2 separate regions of the Mus musculus genome follow, and region 2 is linked to region 1. Evidence: chromatin contacts called from public promoter capture Hi-C data. All regions are on one chromosome and are shown on one strand. Each heading gives the region's core, a stretch centred on a gene start, on an enhancer-like site or on the middle of the called end of the contact. The rest is flanking DNA. Distances are from core to core; before and after follow the strand shown. Region 1 holds the start of Zswim9 (zinc finger SWIM-type containing 9). Region 2 holds the start of Kptn (kaptin).

Region 1 (2,700 bases), core at 152-2,651:
AAGGATATTGGCTGTGCCAGAGACTAAGACTTGGGGGAAAGGGGAACACAACTCTTAAGGAAATAAAAGAACAAGTGTATTCAGGGACTGCCGAGACGGCTCAGTGGGTAAGAGTGCCTGCTGTTAAAAAGAGAGAGAGAACATGAGTTTGAATCTCCAGCACCCATGTTATAATAATAATAATAATAATAATGTCAGGCAGGCATGGTTGTACATGCCTGTAAACCCAGCATTATGGGATAGATACAGGTGGATCTATCTTAATGGTGACTGCTCTCCATAGAATGAGAAAATTTTACTGACATTTATTTTTTTTCACATTTTTATTCTTTGAGAGTTAAGTTTCGTTATCTGCCCCCTTCCCCTTTATATTACTGAAGATAGAACCCAGGCAGGGTCTGTTGCTGCTAGGAAAACACTGTACCACTAAGCTATATCTGAAGCCTTCCTTGGCTGCCAAATGCCAAAGGCCAGCTTCCCTTTCCAAATGTCCATCCTCACCCTGACAACTTCCCTCTGTCCTCCCTGTTCAAGTTTCTCTGCCTCTTCAACTCCATATACACTAAGCAACAAGACCTGACCCTCCCCTAAGTGTCTGCAGATCTCCAGTCTTATCCCATCCGTGCCCCTTCTGGCAGCCAAGCTCACCTTTTCCCTGGCTCCTGACACTCATCGCGCCAAGCTTCTCTAGTCTTCAAATCGGACCACTATCTGACCAATGACGTCACCTTGCTTTCATTACAAGCGTCCCATAACACCAAGCATCCCACACCGATTGATAGCAGGCGTCCAGGGTGAAACACCACACTCAAGCCTTCCTTTCCGGCCCCAGGCCGCCCCTCTTCTCTTGGCGCCACTAATTCTGATGGCCACGCCCACCGCCAGGCTTTCTCCCTAGTCACGCCCTTCCAAGCCGCCACCAGTCCTCCGCAGACACCAAAACTCCTGCGGCCTTGGTCAACCAGTCAATCAGTCAGCCAGTCAGCCAGTGGCTCTCCCTGTACACGGCTCCTTGCTGCCCTCTCTCCTGCGCCCTCGGTCGCCGCGACGTCCCCATTCCCGTTCCGCTGGCCGCACCCGGAACCTGCAAAGCTCACTGGCGACAAGCGCTCGGCACTCTCGCCGACCCCAGCCCCAAGCCCGTGCCCACGTCCCCACTTGCCTCTCCAAATCACTTTGCCGGACGCCGCCACACTCGCTCACTCGCTCGCTCGCTCGCTCAGAGACGCAAACCCGAAATCCCCAAATTCGCGCCACACAGATTTCGCGCGCACTTTGGCGGGAGGGGGCGGAGACGAGCAAGGGCGGGGGCCTGCGAGTAGCGCGTGCCGCAACTATCGCCCGGAGGCTGCTGGGAGTTGTAGTCTCTAGAGCGTGAGGCAGCCTAGAAATGGGACAGAGTGGGGAGAGGGAGGGGCGCTGTCCCGCACAGCATGCTGGGAAGCGGCCCCAAGCCTGTCCTCCCTGTGGATGAGCCGGTGAGCCTGCGAGGTCGTAAGGGTGACAGTCGGGGAGAAGAGAAGGGTTGGTGGAAAGCCACCTTGCCAGGCACTAGGGGAAGAAAGGCGGGATACCGCGCGGGGCATCCCGGGAGCAAGGGCCGGGCTGGGCTTGGGCGCGAGGCATTGTGGGAGGTGGACGCCGCTTTGGGTTGGGTAGGTGAGTTGAGGGGGAGGGGGCCGGAAGGGTGCACAGCTTTAGGAGTGGAGAAGCACCGCTATGTGGGATGGTCAGGCCGGGAGGAGCAGCGGAGAGACAGGTTGAGAGAGTCTCGAGAGGTGGGAACTGGATAAAAGGGGCTGTGCAAGGGACAAGAGGCTCAGCGGGACGTGGGGGCCCGGGGGAGCATTAGTAGTGAAGAAGCCCATCTGAGGACAAGGCGCCGTGTCCAAAACGAAGATACACATTGAGAATAGTAGCAATTTCTGGGAAGAGGGGACTGCAACTTGGCCCAGGAGGAGAATAAGTCTTAGGAGTATGGACCAAAGATGACTATTGGTGACACTTCTGAGTTGAATTTGCCACAAGTGGGCCACACCCCTGTAGGCGAATGATCCCTGACTGGACATGGGCAGCACATCTGGAGATAAGAGCATCTCTGGGAAGCAAAAAACACAGATCAAAGTAGCAGTTCAAGGCAGTCATATCTGAGGGGCAACAGCTGCACATTTGATACACCTAGGGAGAAGAAAGGTGTATGAGGATTATGACTGGGATGAGAGATTCATGCCTTAGCTATGAGAGTAGATATGAGTTACACTCAAATGTAGACTTGTGGGAAAGGGAGCTACAGATGAATGGGACTACTAGATATTATCACCAGGCATAGGACTCACATCTGGAAGAAGGAGAAATCTTAGCAAGAAGCTGGGAATACATTTGCAAAGATGCTCACAGCTGAGCTAAAGGCAAGATATGTAGAACTGATTCCATTTGTACCTAGAGGTCACATCTAAGGCAACTGGAACTAGGATTGAAATTGATTAAATGCCAACTGAATCTGGGAAGGCAACAGGTGAACCACAAAAATGGGATGGAGATTCCTATCTGGAAAGCAAACAATGAAACCACTTTGATTTGTCTGAGACGTACCTGAGGCAGCAGTAGCTGATAAGACAGTCTGATGATGAAATTGTGGTAACCCAGGTGGAGATGGGTCTGATGTCCAGCTCTTCTCCCCACTTCTACTCAAGGTCCCAG
Region 2 (2,700 bases), core at 120-2,619, 2.8 Mb before region 1:
AATTTTGGAAGTTGAGTTCCCAGTGCTCAATTAACCCACTGGAATGATCTACCTGAGGGGCGACAATGTAACCATCTTGGCTGCATTCACTCTGAAAAGCACCACGAGAACCAGACTGGTGATGGCAGGTGTGTGGATTCCAGTCTGCTAAAGCTCAGTGAAACCCCACTTCCCGGCTATACTTCCCATCACCTTTTGGGCCCCTAACACTACCTGTTTCCAATCCTTAGTAGAGGAAAAGCCTTTTGTTTTCCAGATAGGGCAAAAGCCTCTGAGTGCAAGGAAAGGGTAGGAGAGCATGGGTGCCCAGGGTCACTCACTCTGCGTGGCACAGCTGGAAAGGTGTGAACTGGAGTTCCAAATTCAGGCAGCTCTCTGCAGAAGGACACAAGTTAAGCCCAGCAGCCCCTGGCAGCCCCAGCTACGCTCTCCCCTAAGCCCCACTCACCTGCAATAGAGTCCAGGTTGTACTCTGAGCCAGGCTCATAGTCACAGTAAATGTTAAGAAACGGACTGCCCTTGTCTCCTGAGTCCTGGGGGTGGAAACTTCTCTCAGGGGAGGTAGGGGAGGTGACAGGCATTTGGAGTAGATTCAGAGCACTTGAGAGAGACTTGGTGGGATCCACAGTGACTAAGGAGGAGGGCGTGGACAGGTGGAGGGTGCTGTGGTACCTTTATAAAAGTGATGCCCACAACCAGGCCCCGTTTTGGGGGTGACTTGTTGAAAGTGTCGATGGAGACGATCTCAGCATCCACTATGAGGGGAGTTCAAAGTTCACTGATTAGGCAGGTCTCCACTCTTGCAGCCTAACCACACTAACTTCATACCACAGCAGATGCAGGCGTCTGACCGCTATCATCATGACCTCTGAACACCGACTACTATGCTGTTGATAACTTATGTTTGCGGAATCCTGAACCCTAACTACTTTCAGGCCATGATGACCACTGTCTCGAACCCTAATGATTATCAGTTTTGACCCTGACCTCGCAACACAGTGACAATCTTAGAATCCTCAACACCAGACTCTAGTCCCGCCCCAGGCACCACAGCGCCACGCACCGGGAATGTAGTTGAATTGCAGCTCTTTAGCCACAGGCCGGATTTTCTGTCGGAGGTCTTGATAGCGGAAGCCGAGCACCTTGCCTTTAAGAGTGGCGGCCAGCAACTCCCCTCGCCCGTCCGCGCCTCCAGCAAGCCCGTACACGTTGCTTTGCGACGAGAAGCGCGTGAAGCTGTCCTCCAGCAGTGGACAAGGTCCCTCTGCCACGGCCGCCTCCCCCATCCTGGCCCTCCGCGATCGGTCCCAGATGGCCTGATGCTCCCCAACCTGTCAGGAAACCTCCACTAGCGCATACTGATGACGTCAAGAAGCTGCGGTTACTGCCCTCTACAAATATGGCGCTTGGTTCCTTGACTGGGCGGCCCAGACAAAATTGCCCTTCTGCAACTGAGTGTTCTGTCCTTGCCCATTTCGGAGCTATGGAGAGGGCCTTCCAGGATTTGAGATGGGGGAATGGAGGCGTCTCTGGGCCTCTCTGAAAGCAGTGTGTAAAGGAGAATAAGTATCACCCTGAACTGTGGGTGGGCACACACTCCTGTGAGTACAGCACTTGGGAAGTGGAGGCAGTCGCAGCAGTTTCAACCCTTCTACAAAGTTAGAGGCTAAGCTTAAGTAATAAGTAGTTTTCAGGCCCGTCGGTCTGCAGGAGACACTCCCAGCCCCCAACTTCTGTCTCTCTCTACACACACATGCACTCCTATAAATACACTCATTCTCCAACAAAAACTATCTGAACAACAAAACAATTATAAAACCTAATTACTACCCTTTTGGATAAGCACATTCGATCTGCCAATTTATTTAAACTCATAAGCAAGCTGAAGTGGAGGCACATATCTAAACTTTTTACTTTTAGAGACAGGATCTTACTCCATAGCCTTGGCTGAACCAATAATTTACAAATCAGGCTGGCAACAAACTTGTGACAATCCTCTTACCTCTGTATGCCACGTGCCAAGAACACAGGCGTGCCCTTCTAAAGTAGGTATTCTTAATATTTTTAAAACACTTATGTGTATGTTTCTGTATGGGCACATGTACCATGGCATGTGATCAGAGAACAACTCTGGGAGTCAGTTCCCTTCACCTTCTGGGTCTCAGCAATTGAACTGCTTAGGCATGGTAGCAAGCACCAGTATCTGCTGAGCCATCTTGCTGGCCCTAAGGTACTCTTGAATCTATTATATAGGCCAACTGAGTTAAGTAAATTCTTTAAGCAATATTATCTTTAAAACAGTAAAGTGTATTCTTGTACCAGGGAAAAGATCAGTTAACCTGTCCATCCTGATGGCAGAAGAGACTACCTGCTTTAGTGAACATTCATAGTGACAGTCTGCAGGACCCATGGCTACCTTGTCCACTCACACTGCTCCTGGTGCCATCACACCCTTTAGAGAGTCCCTCACAAACTTCTCACCAGAACTATGCAAAGAGCTTTACAAAGTTTGAGCCCGACGCTGAGGGAGAGCAGGATCTGGACTGAGGTTTCTGTGATGGAGGGCTTACCAGCCAGGTGCTATGAGGCCTTTCAGGGGGTCTGGATCTGCCACTTCAATCAACTCCAGCACCTGGGATGCATAGCCTCAGACACAAAGCAGGCTCCGTAGATATGCCAAAACCCTGCCGACTCTAGGCC

Evidence for each region. Promoter capture Hi-C pulls out the DNA fragments that hold promoters and counts their contacts.
Region 2: a promoter capture Hi-C map of pre-B cells shows a contact between it and region 1, with 4 times the contacts expected there. The contact joins the promoter of Kptn here to the promoter of Zswim9 in region 1. A contact is called at or near these places in 2 of 39 promoter capture datasets (cranial neural crest and pre-B cells) and 1 of 115 datasets of contacts at active chromatin or transcription factors (large pre-B cells).

Annotation. Positions count from the first base shown.
Region 1 is chr7:13,277,422-13,280,121 of GRCm38.p6, reverse strand. Zswim9 (zinc finger SWIM-type containing 9) reads left to right here and starts at 1,401. Exons shown (of 5, transcript NM_177312.4): 1 at 1,401-1,478; 2 at 2,694-2,700. Lig1 (ligase I, DNA, ATP-dependent) reads right to left here and starts at 1,296. Exons shown (of 29, transcript NM_010715.3): 1 at 1,163-1,296.
Region 2 is chr7:16,118,545-16,121,244 of GRCm38.p6, reverse strand. Kptn (kaptin) reads right to left here and starts at 1,369. Exons shown (of 12, transcript NM_133727.2): 1 at 1,064-1,369; 2 at 673-755; 3 at 449-533; 4 at 321-375. The coding sequence starts at 1,286.